Regions from separate parts of the Mus musculus genome. Here regions 2, 3, 4 and 5 are each linked to region 1. Evidence: chromatin contacts called from public promoter capture Hi-C data. All regions are on one chromosome and are shown on one strand. The core of a region is the stretch at or near the end of the contact, and the rest is flanking DNA. Distances in the headings are between cores, read along the strand shown. Region 1 holds the start of Fam98a (family with sequence similarity 98, member A). Region 2 holds the start of Dpy30 (dpy-30, histone methyltransferase complex regulatory subunit). Region 3 holds the start of Birc6 (baculoviral IAP repeat-containing 6). Region 4 holds the start of Yipf4 (Yip1 domain family, member 4). Region 5 holds the start of Spast (spastin).

Region 1 (3,702 bases), core at 422-2,921:
TGCTAAGGATCAGAAAGACACGGTGCTTCAGGTTGCTCATCTATATAATGCAAACAATGTTCATACAGCATTATAACCCTATACAATAATATGTTGATGCAAAATACTTTTTTTTCTTGATCCAAATATGAGTGACCATGACCCAGGTACAGACTCAGACTGCCCCACATAACATGTGCCAACACAGAACTGGTTCCACTGTCTGTATAGTTACACAATACCAACTCATAAGTCAAGGGATTATTTCTTCAGATATATTGGTGGGGACAGCAGGTGAGAAGTTTACAGTGATGTGGAGAGAACTTAGCTGTTATCTGATGACACTTGTGGCTTTGAGTAGGCAGAAGCTAATTTGGATGTTTACACATCCCAAAAGTTTTACCTGATAGCCAAAATGAGGTTAGGTCACACAGGATGGGCCAGGGTGGGCTCTTAAGGGGACTAATGACAGTCTGACAGAACCTTGGCTCTGGATTTGCAACTTTTCCCAATCAGGAAATTAGAATCAATGAATACACCTTGAAGAATATTTAACTTTAGGGGAGCTTTCTTGGAGAAGCCAGGTCGCTCATGGGTCAAGAGGATAGTCACTAGAACAGTTAGTGCATAACCTTCTCCCAACCCATGTTACACAAAATAAATAACTAAACCATGAATTACTACTGACAGAGAATGCTTATCCATTAGACATGAAAGTGGAAACTACAAAATAAAACGTAAGAATAAGTTTAAAACCAAATGACTACACAATATAACAACATGGCAATTCATAGATAAATATGATTTTCTAACTACATCATCTCTTTGAAAACGATTTCCTCCTTATTCAACAGTTCTTTCATAATAGAAAGCTACACCCAAGCATGGGTGGCCAAAAGTAATGACAACACTGAGCATGGTAGCAGATGCCTTTAATCTCAGCACTGGGAAGGCAAAGGTAGGTGGAGCTCTGTGAGTTCACAGCCAGCCTGGTCTGCATAGTGAGTTCCAGGCCATCCATGGCTCTATAAAACCCTGTATTAAAAAAAAAAAAAAAAAAGTCAACGGAGACAAAAAGTTGATCCATTGTCTAAACTGCATGTAATCAAATATACCCTATTGTATTCGATATGGAGTTATGCCCTTTCCCGTTAAAACAAAATGCGTGGTGTCTGGGGCAGACTCAAGAGGACAGGGACAAAAAAAAAAAAAAAAACTTTCCCTGGAGAAACTTTCTGAAGCATCCATACTGAGGAAAGCCACTTCTCTAACCGTGGACTCCAGAGGCTACACTGAAGAAAAATCAAATGGCATTTTCCTGGCTTTCATTGTTTTTGACCCGTCTAACCCCGCCCTGGGCTGTGGCTGGGAACGCACAAATTTGCCCTTCTGTGGTGACTCGCAGGTGAAAGGAGGACACGCATCTTCAATACCACAGCTGTCACTCTACAATCCCAGGCTGGATCCTGCTTCTGCTCCTCCCGCGCCTGCCTCGCCCCAAGCTGTGCACATGCGCATTCCAAGAGCTCCGCGCCCCCTGGCTGAGTCTCTGAGTCTCCCAGCCTCGGTGCCACGCCACCTGCCTTCCTGCCCTTCTTAGGGCAGCTAGCTTCACTACCCCATACTGGGCACGCGCACACCCGGCCATTTTTTTTTCCTCGGCCGGTGAGGTGGGGGCAGTGGGCGGAACCAAACTGCTTGCGCACGCTCGGGGCATGCGCAATACGGGGACTGAGGCGCCAGCTGTCGACTTGGAAGTTCCGGGGAAGGAGCGCATGCGCTAGGGTACGCGTTGCCGGCGAGAGGGCAGCCTGACGACTCGGAAATTTGAATACCACAGTAGCATGGAGTGTGACCTCATGGAGACTGACATCTTGGAGTCGTTGGAAGATCTAGGGTAAGACGGCGGGGGCATGAGTTTCTGAAAGTCCACTCTGCTAGAGCCCCGGCAACTCCTCGGGCGCCCGGTCGGAGCCACCTGCCTTGCCACTCCGCACCCGACTCCCGCCGGAGCTTCCCGCTGCTGGCCCAGGGACCCCCGGTGCCACGTCCACACCTACCCTGCCCACTGGGCTCCGACGGCCCTCGTCCTCCCCGGTGCTCCCCTACAGCCCAGCTACCCGCAGCGTGTCTCAGTCATGCGTGTCATTGTCTGGGCTCCGGTTCTCACCACCCCCCCACTCCCCAAGCTTTCTCTTCTTGCCTCCCGTCCTCCCACCCTACCCCCACTTTATGGTTTGCCAAAGTTGTATCTGCTTTCCTACTTGGCCCCAAGATTCCCTACTTCTTTCTTGAGCTTCTACCCCCCACCCTACTTCTCTGTCTCTCTCTCTCTCAAAAAAAAAAAAAAATCATCTTTGCTCAGTCATCTCTGCATGCACCTAGGCTTCCCAAAGCGCACGTCTGGGCGATGCAGCCGGCTGCTCTCAAGCCCGCTCAGCTGTGCACCTAACCTTTCAACCACCTGCTTTGGAAATGACAGTCAGTGACTTCAGACCTCCAGCACAGCCTCGCTGAACTCCAGCATTCCAGGGTCATCCTCACCCACCAAGAATCAGCATATTTGCATCTTGACTCTCAGTCATAGTCTTCAGTGTTTAGGAATTTGGAAATAAGGCTTATTTATCTTGTTTGGTCACCCAGATCAAGGTGCTTAAACTTGAGAACCTAGAGGCTCTTAGGCAAAAAAAAAAAAAAAAAAAAAAAAAAAAAAAAAAAAAAAAAGCCCTGCATGATTAAGTATTTGCCTGCGAATAACTATTTCAGGATAAAATCAGCGTAGAAGAAATGACGCACCGAGGTCCTCCTGCCTCTGGCACCTGAGAGCTATGATTAAAGGAGTGAGCCCCCATGCCCTGCCGATTGTTGTATTTTTAACTATAATCCTTAATCAAAGCTTAACTTTAGGCTTTTCCATGCCATGGAAATTCTTAAGGGACACCTTTCTTTAGGGAAGGACACCTTTGAGGTAGCCAAAGCGCAACCCATGTGACTAGCTTGGTGTCCTAGTAGGTACTGACCATAAAGGAAGCTTACTAACCATCGCTGTGAACATCAGCCGCTGTGGTCATTTCTTTGAATCACATTTTGTGCATAGCCCAGACTTGGCCAACTTAGTTCTTGCAATGGGCCACACGTAAGCCTTATTCTGTGGAACGGGTGCTTTTCAACGGGTGTCTAAAGATGATTCGCTTACTCAGTAAACATTTTTTTTGTGTGTGTGTGTGTGTGTGTGTTTTGTTTTTCGAGACAAGGTTTCTCTGTATAGTCCTGGCTGTCCTGGAACTCACTCTGTAGACCAGGCTGGCCTCGAACTCAGAAATCCGCCTGCCTCTGCCTCCCGAGTGCTGGGATTAAAGGTGTGCGCCACCACACCCGGCCAGTAAACATTTTTTAAGGGACACTTGCTCTGTGCCAGTGTGGGGTTTTCCTCAGGGTATAAGTTCACGTGGAAGCTCTGAGAAGCATACAATGAAAAGCCCCGAGGAGGGTCTCTTCCCTTGAAAAGGTAGTGTTGCAGGAGTAGAACCAGAAGAGTTCTGGGATATTCCGTGCAGGTGAAGATCAGCTGACTGGCTGCAGTGGAAGAGCTTGCTTCCATTACTGTTCCTTTATCCTAATGATGTTTTCTTGTCTGGCTTACTACAACTAATTATCCCTGCAACAATTGCCCTCAAGTAAATAGTTAGGTTGCATTGTAATATAAACCCTAGAGTTTTTAAT
Region 2 (3,403 bases), core at 826-3,325, 1.2 Mb after region 1:
AAATCTTAGCAACCACGTGGTGGCTCACAACTATCTGTAATGAGATCTAATGCCCTCTTCTGGGGTGCCTGAAAACAGCTACAGTGTACTTATATACAATAAATAAATATGTCTTAAAAAATATAAAATAAAAAGGAGACTGGCAGACAGGCAGACAGACTCTCAACAGGCTTAGACTGCTTCAGTAGAGCATTGAGGGCCCCACGTTTTCCTGTGGGATGAAGGCTGTGGGCATTTAGAGGGGCTGGGGACTTGTGTGTGCACCTACACTACATGTTGTACCATTGGGAAGGTACAGCGCTGCTTTGTGGTTTGAAGTCAGGCAGTTTGCTTTTGATACCAGGCATACTGAATGGTCAGGCTGGGGCCCAACAATTCTTTATTGCCCAGCAGAGCTTAGTTTCTCAAAACCCAAAGCTATTACTTAACATCTATAACTTGTAGGTAGGAAGCAGATTGTACATTTTAAGGTTTATTTTTAGTTATGTATTCGTATATATACCACATTTCTGTGTAAGTGCAAGTGAGTTCAAGTGCTCACAGAGGCCAGAAGACGGTGTCAGATCTCGGGAGTTCTGGGTGGTTGTTGGACTTCTGGTGTGTGCCTGGGAACTGAACTCTGGAAGAGCAGTAAGTTTTTGTTTTTGTTTTTGTTTTTAAAGTGACTAAACCATCTCTTTTCTCACCACCACACCAAGCACAAAAGCTCTTTTCAAGTACATTAGGTGTGTGGGTTGTAGGAAAGTCTGGAAATCTTAGCTATAATCATTGTAGGGACAGCTGAAGGCTTCTTCTTCTTCTTCTTCTTCTTCTTCTTCTTCTTCTTCTTCTTCTTTTCTTCTTCTCCCCCTCCCCCTCTCCTTCTTTTTCTTGAGACAGGGTTTCTCTGTGTATCCCTGGCTGTCCTGGAACTCACTCTGTAGACCAGGCTGGCCTCTAACTCAGAAATCCACCTGCCTCTGCCTCCCAAATGCTGGGATTAAAGGCATGCAGCACCACTGCCCTGCCAACTGAAGGCTTTTTGGAAACATTTTGGTGTTAGCTAGGAGTCTGAACATTCCAAGAAACTCACTAGTAAGAAGTATTAGTAAAGAAGTTAGGTCCCTGACAGAGGTGGGTATTAAAGGCTATTTAGGGAGCTAACTAGGTTCAAGACAACTAACTAGTGTCTCTAGATTTGCAGCATTCCAACCTCTCCATACCCTTGAAATCCTAATCCATCAACAGTTACAATAATTACAGGAAAGCAGGCTCTCCTGGAACTCCCGTTCAGGAAGCTCTGGCTGGCGTTTGACCCTCTTTACCTCAGTCAGCCAAATGCTGGGATTTCAGACACCTGGCTTTAAAATGTAAAAACAAGCAAACACAACCCAGGTTGGAATCCATAATACTACAGTCTGGAAAGCCATTTCTTCTGTAGAAATTGAACCAAGATCCTTGGTTATCCCAGGAAAGCGCTCGACCATGAGCTGAACTCCTTATCCCTGGAAAGTAATTAAAAAAAAAAAAAAAAACTAATCTAGACATAAATGTAGAATAGTGTGAACGTGGTATCCTCATAGACTGCAGGGCTTGAATAAAAGCCGCCCAAGAATTCCCAAACACTCCTCCTTGTTTCCCTTTGGCCTTAAAAAAATTATATATGTGTGTATGTATACGTATATATGCGTGTTTTGCCTGAATGTGCGCGGAGCACACGCGTGCCTCGTGCCTGCGTAGATAAAAAGAGAGAGTCAGCTCCCCGGAACCGGAGTTAGGGATAGTTGTGAGCCACCATGTGGGCGGTGGAGACCAAACCTAAGTCGCCTGTAAGATTAGCCAAGTAATCAACCGCTGGATGCCCTCTAGCCCCTAGTAAAGCCTGAGCAAGAATCGCTCAGCAAGTGAGTGGCCTCGGTTCCTCGGGGACCGTCACTTCCAGGTGCCACGAAGGACTGTCTAAAGGAGAAAGATCTACGGCAGGGTGGAGCCGGCAGGTGGCCAGGCACCCCGCGCACCGCAGAGGCGTAGGCCCACTTAGGCGGGCTCGGGCACTTCTGCCCGCGGGGCCGCTCTGCGCAGGCGCGGCGGCAGCGCGACGTCCCTCACTTACGGCCGAAGCGGTTCGCGCTGTGAGTCGGTGGCGCCGTGCAGGGCACTTAGGAACCGACAGCCTTGGCGCGGGTAATCAGCTTCCCTGTCCTCCTCCTCCCACCGCTACATCCTTGGGACGACCTCCGAGCCTCGCGATGCGACGAGGACGGCCAGTCGGTGGCCCGACCCAGCCCGCGCGTCTGCTGCCCGCGGGGGTGAGGGGCGGGGTCCCGGGCTGGGCTGCACCGCACCGGGTCCTGGCGTCTTCCACTTGAAATCTCCCGGGTAACTAACTCGCGGCTCTTCTTGTTTTGCAAGACTGGTATCCGGTTGATTGCGGTTTGCAGGGTCCGCCATGGAGTCGGAGCAGATGCTGGAGGGACAGACACAGGTACCAGGAGGCCCTGGGTTCAGGGTGGCGGTGTGCGGGGAGGCAGCGCGGGACGGGCGGATGTCTCTCTCTGTGACTGTATTTTGTTTTCTAGGTTGCAGAAAACCCTCACTCTGAGTACGGGCTCACAGACAGCGTTGAGGTAACTCGCTCAGTTTCTCTGCCGCATGCATCTATGGGTCTCTTGAGAGCTGGAGAAAACTTAGGATCGGTTTACTAGGCTACTCTGCACGAGGGAACTCTTTGCTGCCGCGATCTCTCCGTAGTATCAGATTATAAGTGGCTTCTTTTTACTAGCATGCTAATACTTGGCTAAAAATAAAGGTACTTTGTAAATGAAAGATTAGATGATCCCGGAACCAGAGCTGGGAAGGTTTGGTTAGGAAAATGGAGGCTTCCCGGAGAAAATTTGTGTGTGAATGGGAGACTCGAGGGATTAAGTTCTGGTTTAAAAAAAAAAAAAAAAAAAAAAGGGCAGGACCACGTTTCCAAGAAGTTGTACAAACAGGTGTTAGAATTTATTCAACACTTTGCTGTTTGTGAGATATATACCAGGCTAATTTGAATGTATCTTCAGCTCCAGAATGCTTAAAGTTGAGTAACTTGTTCAAGGTCAGCGGAAAGTAAGCTTAGACATGTTTTCTTTTTTATTTTATTATTATTATTATTATTATTACTTGTGGGTGTGTGCGCGCATGCACACGCTCGCTCATGCATGTGCACTAGTGTGTGGAGATCAGAGGGCACCCTTACAGAGTAGGTTTTTTGCTTCCACCCTTAGGTGGGTTCTGGAGATGGAACTCAGGTTAGATGTGGGGGTAGCAAGCTCCTTACACACTGAGCAGTCCTGCCTGACCTAGAACTGACTCTTACAAAAGGATTGCATTGTATTTATATTTGTGTGATCTCTCTCTGTCTCTCTTTGCTTCTCTCTGTCTC
Region 3 (3,860 bases), core at 914-3,413, 1.0 Mb after region 1:
GGGTAATTGGTTAAAAGTATAACATGTATGAAAGTGACACGACCACATTTAACTCAGGGGAAAGGAAGAATAGAGTCAGTGAAATGTAACTCAGGAGCCAGGGGTTTACCCTGTGTATTTGCAATGTTTTTATTTCTTATGGCAAGTAGGGGACTACAGGACCATTATTTTTAATTCCTTTCCATTAAAGAGTCACCTGTTCATGAACATCTCCCTCTCAGACACAGCTGACAACCTGTTATGTCCAGTTGCAGTAAGCAAGCATTGCTGCTGCATCTGGACCATCGGTATTGTCATTTACCTAAGCCAAGAAAAGGGAAATTTACAAGCCTACCACCACCAAAAACTTTCTCTTAGGCATCTCTTAAATATATTACAGGTTTACATGCTGTAACTATACATAACCAGTTCTTTCATAAGTCAACAAAAATTAACATCTCTAATTTCATCTTTGTATTCCTATACTGCCATTTAATCTTATGACATTACTCACACAGTAAACTTATTCGTGTATGTCTGTGTAAAATAACACAAGGTGAATTGGTAGAACACATAATTACTTCCATTTGGCTAAGTGCACTTCGATACAATTTATCTCTGTGCATGAGTTTAAAACCCACTAATACATCAAATTCTAAATTTTAACCTTTAACGCCAAAATTAAGACACCATTCATCCACAAATGAAATGTCATCTCAGCAAATAACTTAGCTAGGGCTATCCCAAAACACTCCAGTATGTCCACTGAACGAGCTTTGACCTGGTACATCCTGAAAGTCCAATATGTGAACCAACGTCTCCACCACCCAAGTGCTCTCCTTCCAAGGTGGAGGAGACCCAGACATACTTACAACTACCAATCTCTAGCTCTCTATGCTAAAACAAGTTGAAAGGGCTTGAAGTTCCACCTAATTACAAGGGGCCTAGGCTTCTTGACACTGGAAGGAGGGAGCACTCAGAGCTAGAGGACCGATACTAACCTTTTTTTTTTCTTTTTTTTTTTTTTTTTTTTTTTTGCACTCTGCGAGTCCCATAGTCCAGCAAGCACAGTTCAGGCAGCTGGCCTTCCCTCTCCTACTGACCTCCCCATCCCAGTGCCCACTCCAGCCCGCCCCCTGTGCGAAAGCGCAACCCTCGGAGGTCCCCGCACCTACAGGACCAGACGACAACCGGCGGGCCGCTACTCGCCGGGAAAAGAGGGCAAGACAGCCGGCTTGGACGCTTCCCGCCCCTTGCCTCCGGCCACCCATCTCTCCCGCCACCGCCAAGACTGCCAGCCCTTCCCTCTGGTCCAGCCCGGAGCTAGCCCAAAATCTCGTCCAAGAGGCCAGCGAGGGCCCGGTCCTCACCAGCACCGACCTCCAAGGCCTCCACATCTCTCCCACAGGACCAGGCCGGTTCAGATGCAAAAGGCCCGAAAAGCAACTCGCAGCGCACCCCGCCAAACCGAGTTCCCGTCCCCAAAAGCTGCTGCTTTCCGAGTCCGAAGGTCCTCGGCCGTAGCTTCCGGGCCTCTCCGACCCTCCCGCTCCACGCTGTCCCTCCGAGGCCGATCCCGATCCCGGAGGCTGGGAGGCTTCCTCCACCAGCATCCCCACAACCCGTCTCCGCCCGCGGCCGGCCCAGCCCAGCCCCCGCCCGGCGTGCCGCGCTCACCGCTGAGCGCCGAGGCCTGAAGGGTGGCCCCGGACGTGCCGTCGATGACTTTGATGGTCCCGCGGCTGGTGACGGCCAGGATGGCGTTAAGCGCCGGGTGGTAGGAGAGGCTGTGCAGCCCGTCGGCGTCGCAGCGCATGCAGCCATCCCGCAGCACCAGCCACTCGGAGACCCCGGCCGCCCCCGCCCCTGCCGCCGCCGCCGCGGAGGAGCAGCTCGGGCCCGAGGCCTCCGCAGCCGCAGCCGCCATCTTCCGGCCTGCGCTCAGCACAATCACACTGGGAAGCCGCTCAGTGACAGTCCCGGGAGGTGCAGCACCACAGCCAGTCACCATCCGGGGCCAGGGGGCAAAGCGGAGCGCGTTAGCCGGAAGTGAAGTCAAGCGCCTGCACGCACAGGGAACGTCGCCCGCCAGGCCGGCCAGGCCAAGCGAGCTCGCAGGCTGGCGGGGGAGGGGAGAGAGGGCCGCACCAAAGGAGGGGCCGGAGCCCAGGGGGTGGAGCATGCGCGGGAGTGCCGATCTAGCCAGAGCAGAGGGAAGCTAATAAGGAACTTCCGAAGGCACAGAAAAGGCGGGGCAGGGGCGGGACCTGGCCTAGTAAGCATGCGCAGAAGAGCTCCCAGGGCCCGGTAGGCGGGCCTCAGAAGAAGAAGGGGGCGGGGCTGAAACTTTTTTTTTTCAAGCGCGGAGCATGCGTGGTAGGACTAGGCGCGTGCCACGCGCTGCTGCTCCAGCCAGCCCTGCGTCCTCAACGTCCCAGTTTCTTCCTTCGAGCCCCGGGAGTGGTATCGGCGGGAGTTCCGCCCTGCGCGTGGCAGGGAGGGTGGTGCTGGGCCCTGTGCATTTCCGCTAGGCAAACCCGAGCCCGCGCGACTTGTCTGGTACGCCCAGAGGCCCCTTCGTGGCCAGGGCGGCTGATTCCCAGCGGTTCCCAGCACGGGGCAGAGGAGGAGGGCGTTGCGGGGTGGAGGCGAGATCCGGAAGTAGGCCTCTATCATTGCACACTCTGACAAGCCTCTTCATTGGAACTGAACCTGATTTTTTTTTTACGACGCCTGCCCTAGTTTCAGATTTTTTTTACACTTGATCTTAGAAGACTGAGAAGCGATAGTTCCAAATCTTTTAATAAACAGACATGCTCATTAATGAGGTGCTGGACACATTACAGGTCAGCCTAGTGTAGCTCATTGCAAAGGATTTACATGATTTTTGGTGGGGTGTTGTGGATTGCCCTGGGGCTAATTATATTTGATGTCAATTCTGTTCTCCTGTGAGGAGTTGTGAACAAGGAATGAGTCAGCACTTAGGTGATTTCTTGTAAACCTTCCCACCTTAATTTGTAAAATAAAGGAAAGCTGATGATTGGGCAGAGAAAGGGAAAGTGGAGTGGAAAGAAAGGAAGGAGGTTTGAGACAGAGAAGGCAGAGGAGGAGGAAGAAGAAAAGCAGAACAGAAGAACATGGCCTGGAGAAAACGCAAGTTCTAAGTGGTCTCATAGATGTGGAAGATGGTAGTGTAGTGGTTGTAGATCTGCCCAATCTAGGCGCACAGCATGTATTCATACTAATTGTGTCGTGTTTTCATTGCCAGAGCATAATTGGGTTGGAGAGATTTGCTGTAACAGTGGAGTATCCTCCTTCGTTAGATTTGAAAGAACATCTTTCTTAAACTTTATGTTGAAACAGTTACTTGTCAGTCAGTCACTTGTAGTTACAGTGTAGCGGTGCCTGGGTGTGGTCTCGCATACCTAGAATCCCAGTCTGAAACAGTAATGCTAAGAATTCTGGGCAAGCCTGCGCTATTTAACAAGATCCTTTCCAAAAAAAAAAAACTTGAGGCAATAAAAAATTGTTTGGTGCCTGGTGATGGTGGCCCACGCCTTTCATCCCAGCACTTGGAGGCTGTTGCTACCAGAAGCTAGAGGTTGAATTCAGCAGTTGGTTTGGAACCCCATGCTGCTTACACAAGCTTCCCTCTCAAAATACGTCTTTATTTAAAGGACCGAAGTTGTTCAGGCTAGGACTGCCCTATACCACTACTCAAGAAATGAGTATCCTTTTTTTGGTCTTTCGAAACAGGGTTTCTCTGTGTAGCCCTGGCTATCCTGGAACTTACTTTGTAGACCAGGCTGGCTTCAAACTCAGAAATCCGCCTGCCTCTGCCTCCCAAGTGCGCCACCACACCCGGCATGAGTATCCTTCTT
Region 4 (3,880 bases), core at 586-3,085, 1.1 Mb after region 1:
TAGATATGTGCCAGGTAATGTTAATTCTGCTGGCCTGCAAACATAAACCAGATACGACATTATCTATTTGTCTGACATAAACTATGGACATCTAGTTATTCCGGAGGCTGAGGAAAGAGAGCATGTTCAGGGCAATATTAGGTCACATGCTGAGTTCAAGGCCAGCCTGAGTAACTTAGTGTGACTGTCTCAGACTAAAATTTAAAATCGGGGCTGAGCTGTATGAGGTAGTATATGCCTTTAATCCCTGAAGTAGGGAGACAGAGGTTACCTTGTCTACATAAAGTTCTAAGCCAAACAGAGTTACATGGTGAGACCCTGTCTCATTTTTAAAAAATGAAAAAAAAAATACAAAAACCAAAGAAAGAGTTAAAAAAAAAAACTAAGAAAGAAACAAATCATATTTATAGAAATCAGATTTCTAGCCGGGCATGGTGGCGCACGCCTTTGATCCCAGCACTCGGGAGGCAGAGGCAGGTGGATCTCTGAGTTCGAGGCCAGCCTGGTCTACAAAGTGAGTTCCAGGACAGCCAGGGCTACACAGAGAAACCCTGTCTCGAAAAGACAAAAAAAAAAAAAAAGAAAGAAAGAAATCAGATTTCTGAGAAAACTCACGTTCATCTTTAAACTGAAATTTCTTTTCTACTTTGTTGAGACAGGGTTTCAGTATGTAACCCCGGCAGGCAGAGAACTTGATAACTGTGTAGTCTAAGCTGGCCTTTAATTCAGGTATCTCTCTGCCTCTGCTTTTCAAGTGCTGGGGTCGAAGGGGTTCATCACCAGGTATTTCCATGTCTATATCGAAATCAACTTGTTTTTTCATATTGGGCAGTCAAAAATCTGGTCCCTGGTAAGTAAATAAGATTAAATAAAAGCAAAATCCAAAACCAGGTTACAAGGAGTTGAACTAATGAGGGGTGGGGGAAATTTCCCACAGTAGAAACGTTTTTTGTTTTTTTTTTTTCTCCCTGTTTTTGTTGTTGTTTGTTTTGTTTTAAGCAAGCACAGTCGCTTGCTCCAAACAGTACAAGCCAAGTCTATAGACACTGTTGGGAACACTAAGTTGAATTCCTCAAGTTTCAAATGCTCCTGAATACAGTTTTTTGAACACTGGGACCAAACACTACAAACTGTGTGGACCCAGGGATCTGGGCAAGAAATCAAGTTCAATTAAAAATAAATAAATAAAAGCACGTCTCCTTTCAAGTAAGTTTTCCATAACCTGCCAAAAGTCACCTCAGTCGGGAAGGTTTTCCTATTAATAGCAGAGCCACACAGCCCCACTTTGTTCTCCCTTAGATCCCTCACTCTTTTGAGTAACTGCGGAGCGGAGTTCAGAAAGAACTCCTTCCACCAGATCGGCGGGTTCCCTGGTGAACCAGGACACCCGGGGACCCCAGCCCGCAGCGCCGGCGCCCCGCACCCTGCCTCGTCCCCAGAGGCCTCCGGGAAGGCCCAGGGAGCACAGGGGCGGAGTCCCCCAGCTCTGCCAACCCCCCGCCCCGGAGCCCCGGAGGTCAGCCTCGGCCTCACCTTCCGCGTCCGCCGAAGACACAAAGGTGAAGTCCCCGTTGGCAGGCGCATAGGCCGGGGGCGGGCCCGGAGGCTGCATCCCGCCGGCCTCGGTGCTGACGAGCGGCTGGGCCCGGGGCTCCGGGACGACCTGCTAAGGGGCGGCCTGCGAGCCAGGAGGCGCGGGCTCGGCCGAGGGAGGGGACGCGCGAGCTAAGCGCAGCCTCTGGCTGCCGACCAGGTCGCACCCGAGGCCAGCCGGTGGCGAGCACCCAAGCACCACGACGCCGGGGCCCTGACAGGACCATAACAGTGACAGCGCCGCCGGGATTGGCTGTTTGTAATCTGCTCGACTATTGGCTCCCGCGAGAAGATTCTGATTGGCTGTTTCTGTGTTGATTCCGGAAACCACTCCAACACCGGAAGTGGCCTCTGAAATCTCTGTTCCGCCCTCATCAGCTGTTTACTTAAATAATTCTGTCTACCTTTTTCCCTGTTTGAGTTTTTATAAACATATCTTCTTCGTTGTTGTTTAACACAATTTGAGAGCTTAGTCGTTTGATGGCTCACGCTTGTAATTCCCGGAACTCCTAGAGAGGCCGAGGCAGCATTGGCAAAAAAGTGAGGCCCTTTTTTTTTCAAAGGAAAAAAAAAAAAACAACACACACACACACACACAACACACACACAAACTACTTAAGTTTTAGGACTTCAACCCCTCATTTCCGACCACAAGATTCTGCCACAATAATTCTATATATTAATTATATAGGATGTTTACGAAATTATGTGTCGTGACAAAGCTTAGTCTCCTTATCAACAAAATTAAGAGGCCGGAGAATGGTCATTGTAAAGCTGTAAATTTCCACCTACGGTTTAAGTACTCTGGCCAAATTAATTTATGAAGAAGGCAGCAGTCCAGAAAGGATAAATTAGGGCAAAGAAGCCCTTGCTTTTTGCCTGCTGCTGATTTCATCTGTTCCCTAATAAACTACCCAAAGTTTGCAAATTCACCTACGTTTTTATTATTTCTTTAAGATTAATTTATTTATTTTATACAAGAGTACACCACCATTGCTCTCTTCAGACACACAGGAAGAGGGCATTGGATCCCGTGACAGATGGTTGTGAGCCACCATGTGATTGCTGGGAATTGAACTCAGGACCTCTGAAAGAGTATTCGGTGCTCTTAACCACTGAGCCATCTCTCCAGCCCGGTTTTTATTTTTAAAGGCTATGCGTGTGTGCTTGAGGGTATGTGTGTGTGCAGATGCCTGCAGAAGGCACAAGAGGGCTTCAGATCCTTCAGAACTGCGGTTCCTGCAGACACCCAATGCGGGTTCTGGGAACCCAAACTCAAGTCTCTACAAGAGAGCAAGAGCTCTTAACCTCTAAACCAACTTCCTAGTTACTCGTCTATGTTTATAATCTTAAATTTTGCTTTTCATTTTTCTAAACTTCTGTATATGTGTGTATGTTGGTAAACCGAGTGCCACCCACATTCCTTAGCCTGGTACTCCCCTAGCCCAGCTTTGTTAACAGCGACAGCAGCCATGTCATCACCAGCGGCCAAATTCAATTTATTTCCACTGTTACCACAGGTGGAGTAGTCTTCCTGTGTACATGTGCCATACCATTTATATAGGCCAAGCCTTCACAGCTTGCCACTGTGCATCAGAGGCAGCCTTTTGTATAACTACCCTCCAATACATCTCTCCAGTGAGGGGTTTTTTTTTTTTTTTTTTTTTTTTTAAGATTCAAGGTCATTATTTATTTGTTCCTCTTAAAGACTCATTTTTGACTGGACTCAGACTTAGAAGTAGAAGCTCTCAGAGAGGACAGCCTACGTCTCTTGGCAATCTGTTCCTGGCGCTTTTCTTTGGCTTCCTTCATTCTCTTGGCCAAAAGTTTAGCATATTCTGCAGCCTCCTCCTTGTTCTTCTTAGTGCGTTGCTTCTTCAGAGCAATACGTCGGCGTTTGTGTTGCAGGACGCGTGGAGTAACAAGACGCTGAATCTTGGGTGCTTTGGTCCTGGGCTTCTTACCTTCTTTGTTTAAGGGCTTCCTGACAACATACTGGCGGACATGATCTTCTTTGGAGAGATTAAAAAGCTTTCGGATTCTACTAGCTCTTTTAGGTCCCAGCCGATGAGGCACAGTAGTATTTGTCAGTCCAGGAATATCCTTCTCTCCTTTCTTTACAATAACCAAGTTGAGAACACTGAGATTAGCTTCAACAATGCATCCGCGAACAGACTTGCGCTTCCTCTCTCCAGTTCTCCTTAGTCTGTAACAGGAATGCCCCTTACTCAACAGCAGGCGCACTCTGCCATGGGTCAGAACACCGTGCTTCATGGGAAAACCTTGC
Region 5 (3,539 bases), core at 929-3,428, 1.2 Mb after region 1:
CGAAAGGCTGACAGACTTCAAATGTGAACTCTTTTTCAATTATGGAATTAAAACTAGGCGACAAAATTTTCTCATATGCTAAGGGGAAAAACTTTAGGCTAGAAGAGAACCATGAAAATATAGATTCCATTTACTTTTTGCTTTGTTTTGAAATGAGGTCTTGCTATGTCGCCTACGGCAGCAGTCTTCACTGTCCCGAGGGCTAAGGTTACAGCTTGTCTTTGCCACTACTCCCCACCCCAGCTTTATTTCTGTACTTTTTTTTTTTTAGTTTTTCAAGACAGGCTTTCTCTGTGTAGCCCTGGCTGTCCTGGAACGCTCTGTAGACTAGGCTGCCCTCAAACTCACAGAGCTCCGCCTGCCTCTGCCTCCTGAGTGCTGGGATTAAAAGCGCGCTCCGCCACCACCACTGACTCCAGCTTTATTTCTTTTGTAACAGAAAATGGATGTAACTAATTTTTTAAATGCTTGTTTGTTAGCTTTGTTTCCAAGACACTAAGAAGGAAACCCAAGCTCTGAAGCCTCCTAGCACACAGTATCACTGAACTACATCCACAAACCCCTAAGGGATCTGGGCTCATCTCAGGGATGAAAGGAGGACTGCCTTCTCCATCCTCCCCAAGTGATCACTCTATGCTCCCAAAAAGTACTGAAGAGCTAAGCACAAAAAGCTTGCTCTCACAAGCACAAACTACTCTTCTCCTGTGTCTGCTACTGTGGGTGACAATAAGAGACATAAGGCTTTCTAAACCCCACTTAGCATTTCCCACACAAGTTTTCAATTAACGATTAGCATAGATTTGGGGTCACCTGTTTCCATCTTGTAAGTAGTAATTTCATCTGTAAAAGACCTGTACTGATAGTACTCTGACCTCAGAATTATTGTGAGGATCAAAGACACATGCAAAATGAATTGACAATGCCTGCCACACAGAAAGGCGAAGAAAAGATGTTGCTTGAAGGAAACCTGAAGTATGCAGTATTCCTGCCTTCACTGCGAGGCAGGAGCGTTTGTTTTATCTTCTATGGTAGAATGATATATGCCTGTTTACCCAACTCATTCATTTAATATTTTTAACATTAAAATTTAGAAACTCGAGAGTGCCTTGGAATAAAATAAAAATAACAAAATAGTAAAAACTAAAGCAACTAGCGGTTGAAATACAGCTCAATAAAAAAGAAATCTTCAAGACTCACTATATTGGTAAAAATAATTCATGAAACTTCAGAATATGGCAAATCCGGCTCTAAGTATAAGGAGCTACTACTCCTTTCAAATCCAAGTCAACCCCCCCCTTTTTTTTTTCCTCTCCAAACACTACAGAACCCTTCTCAATGAAGTTTATACACAGCTGTTTCGATACCAAAACCTTTTGGAAGCCCAGCTCAGAGAAAGCAACACTGTTTACAGTGTTAGAAAGAATCCCGTGTGGTCGGTCACTCTAGGCCAACTGTCACTGTCACCAGCACGCCTGGGTGTCTCACGGGGACTTGGGTCATGCACAAGTGTGGGGGTGCTGAAACAAAGTCGAGTCAGGGCGCCCTGAAAGGGGTGAGGATCAACTAACTAGGCGTCGCACAGCAGGATCTGGCCTGTGGGGACTCGGACTCCCGAGGCAGATCAACTCCGGGGGTGCAGGAAAGGGACGCAAGTGGCGTCCTCCCAGGGCCGCCCGCCCCGGCCAGCCCGCCGGCCTCCCTCCAGCCCCCCAGTAGTACCTTTCTCTTCCTCGTCGATGCGCAGGGCAATGGAGATGTACTCGAAGGCCTGCTTGTGGAAGACGCGGACGCTCTCGGCCTCGCCACCCGGTCCGGGCTCTGGGGGCGAGGGCGAGGCGGGCGCCGGCGCGGTCCCGGAGCTCCTCTTGGCGGCCATGAGGGCGCGGGAGAAGCGCTGGCAGAGCCACGCGAAGAGGAGCCCCAGGTGGCAGGCCAGCAGGCGCAGCAGGGCGAAGCCGACGACCAGCGGGGACGAGAAAGAAGACGGGTTCCGCTTAGGCGGCGAGCCGGCCGCAGGGGCCGGGCCGGCGGCAGGGGCGGGGACCGCGGCGGGGGGCGGAGGCCTGGCGGGCGCCGGGCTCGCGCCGCCCGAGCCTTTCTTCTTCCGTCGTCCGGCCGGAGAACTCATTCACAGCTCCCACTGCCGCCGCCGCCATAACCCGCTTCCCGCAGACCGACGGCGACCAAGCGGCGGCGGCGGCGGCCACTGCCACTGCGGCGGCGGGGGCCCACGGAGCCGCTCGCGCGCCAGCCGGAGCCCGGGAGCCTGGCACCTGCACGCGCCGCTCGCCGGCCCCGCCCCTCGCTCCTCAGCTGCCCAGGAGCACAACCCCGTCTCCTCCTCCTCCTCCTCCTCCTCCCGCCGCGGCCGGTGGCTCCTGCCCCTCCTTTCCTTCTGTCCCCTGGGCCGCTGGCACCTCGCTGCGGCGGCCGGGCACGCGCACGTCCTCGGTGAATGGCTCTGGTGCGCGCGCGTACGCCGCCGTCTTTGTTGACCTGGGAGCTTGTGCGCATGTGCGGCATCCTCCTACCCCCCACGCCCCTGCTATGCCCCTTTCTCTGGGAACCTCAGTTCTGTAGGCGCGGTTCGGCTTGCGATGGTCCCAGGGGTTCGTCGCTCCGCAGGTTCTTCGACTTTTGAAGAATCGGAATAGGGAGCTTTGATAATAAATTTTTAAATGGGGGTTAACAGCGTTTGAGTGGCTTTACTAGTGCTCAGGTCTGCTGTCTCGCAGTGCGGTTGTTTGCCTTTGTGTGAGATGCTGACCTCCAACTCCTCTTGTAGCTGAGGAAGGAGGCCTTCAACTCCTGATCTTTCTGCCTCCGTCTCCCCAAAACTAGGATTACAGGTGTGCATCATCACTCCTATTGCTTTATATATCTTTGTTTTCTGCTGGTTGAGCCAATAGGTCTTTTGCAAAGGATGGCTGATCTGAGTTTCGTATCAGAGGCAGTGTGTAGCAATTTGGGTATGTTAGCTGAGAGGGAAACAAGTTGCAGAGACAAAGTTCAAGACATCCTAAAGGGAAAACTTTATTACCACGAGGACCACGAACCCTACTTTCAACTAACCTATTACACGTTTGTGTTATCTCAGGATTAGTTATGTGAATGCAGTCATTCTTGGGTTTTGCCTAGTTACCATACTTGGTAGAATCCATACTATCTGTGTGTGCACGTGGATGTGTGTATATGTCTTCACCATTTCTTCCTTTGGTAGACTATCTATCTACTCAATATTTCCCATATTCTAATGATCAGCAGTTGTTCTACAGATCCTGGATCACATAGAGGAAAACAAACCGTGGGCCAGTCAGACTCCTGCGAACTGGCATCTGGAAATAGAAGTTAGTTGAAATCAAAAGCTCTAAGAGCCAGTCGATGCCATCTGTATTCCCAGAGTTTTTGGATTCCTAGACTATATTGCCTATCCAATAAACTATTCAGTCTTTCCTCTTTCTCCCTCCCTCGCCCATCCCCCTCCCCTCATCCCTGTCTTTAAAAACAAACAAACAAAACCACCCCCTCTCATTTCAGTT

The links. Promoter capture Hi-C pulls out the DNA fragments that hold promoters and counts their contacts.
Region 2: a contact with region 1 is called in a promoter capture Hi-C map of pre-B cells, with 5 times the contacts expected there. The contact joins the promoter of Dpy30 here to the promoter of Fam98a in region 1. A contact is called at or near these places in 2 of 39 promoter capture datasets (the HPC-7 cell line and pre-B cells) and 2 of 484 Hi-C or Micro-C datasets (B cells and CD4 T cells).
Region 3: a promoter capture Hi-C map of pre-B cells shows a contact between it and region 1, with 4 times the contacts expected there. The contact joins the promoter of Birc6 here to the promoter of Fam98a in region 1. A contact is called at or near these places in 1 of 39 promoter capture datasets (pre-B cells), 2 of 484 Hi-C or Micro-C datasets (muscle stem cells and uterus), 1 of 115 datasets of contacts at active chromatin or transcription factors (astrocytes) and 1 of 9 other capture datasets (adipose tissue).
Region 4: a promoter capture Hi-C map of pre-B cells shows a contact between it and region 1, with 4 times the contacts expected there. The contact joins the promoter of Yipf4 here to the promoter of Fam98a in region 1. A contact is called at or near these places in 3 of 39 promoter capture datasets (hippocampal neurons, liver and pre-B cells), 1 of 484 Hi-C or Micro-C datasets (muscle stem cells) and 1 of 115 datasets of contacts at active chromatin or transcription factors (astrocytes).
Region 5: a contact with region 1 is called in a promoter capture Hi-C map of pre-B cells, with 6 times the contacts expected there. The contact joins the promoter of Spast here to the promoter of Fam98a in region 1. A contact is called at or near these places in 2 of 39 promoter capture datasets (embryonic stem cells and pre-B cells) and 1 of 115 datasets of contacts at active chromatin or transcription factors (astrocytes).

The regions. Positions count from the first base shown.
Region 1 is chr17:75,549,915-75,553,616 of GRCm38.p6, reverse strand. Fam98a (family with sequence similarity 98, member A) reads left to right here and starts at 1,671. Exons shown (of 8, transcript NM_133747.2): 1 at 1,671-1,876. The coding sequence starts at 1,824.
Region 2 is chr17:74,315,105-74,318,507 of GRCm38.p6, reverse strand. Dpy30 (dpy-30, histone methyltransferase complex regulatory subunit) reads left to right here and starts at 2,075. Exons shown (of 5, transcript NM_001146223.1): 1 at 2,075-2,163; 2 at 2,392-2,464; 3 at 2,559-2,606. The coding sequence starts at 2,429.
Region 3 is chr17:74,526,598-74,530,457 of GRCm38.p6, reverse strand. It overlaps Birc6 (baculoviral IAP repeat-containing 6), which reads right to left and starts at 2,163. Exons shown (of 73, transcript NM_007566.3): 1 at 1,657-2,163. The coding sequence starts at 1,990. It overlaps Gm31645 (a long non-coding RNA gene), which reads left to right and starts at 2,258. Exons shown (of 3, transcript XR_385765.4): 1 at 2,258-2,825.
Region 4 is chr17:74,487,448-74,491,327 of GRCm38.p6, reverse strand. It overlaps Yipf4 (Yip1 domain family, member 4), which reads right to left and starts at 1,835. Exons shown (of 6, transcript NM_026417.4): 1 at 1,534-1,835. The coding sequence starts at 1,612. It also overlaps the pseudogene Gm6476.
Region 5 is chr17:74,337,626-74,341,164 of GRCm38.p6, reverse strand. It overlaps Spast (spastin), which reads right to left and starts at 2,178. Exons shown (of 17, transcript NM_001162870.1): 1 at 1,720-2,178. The coding sequence starts at 2,128.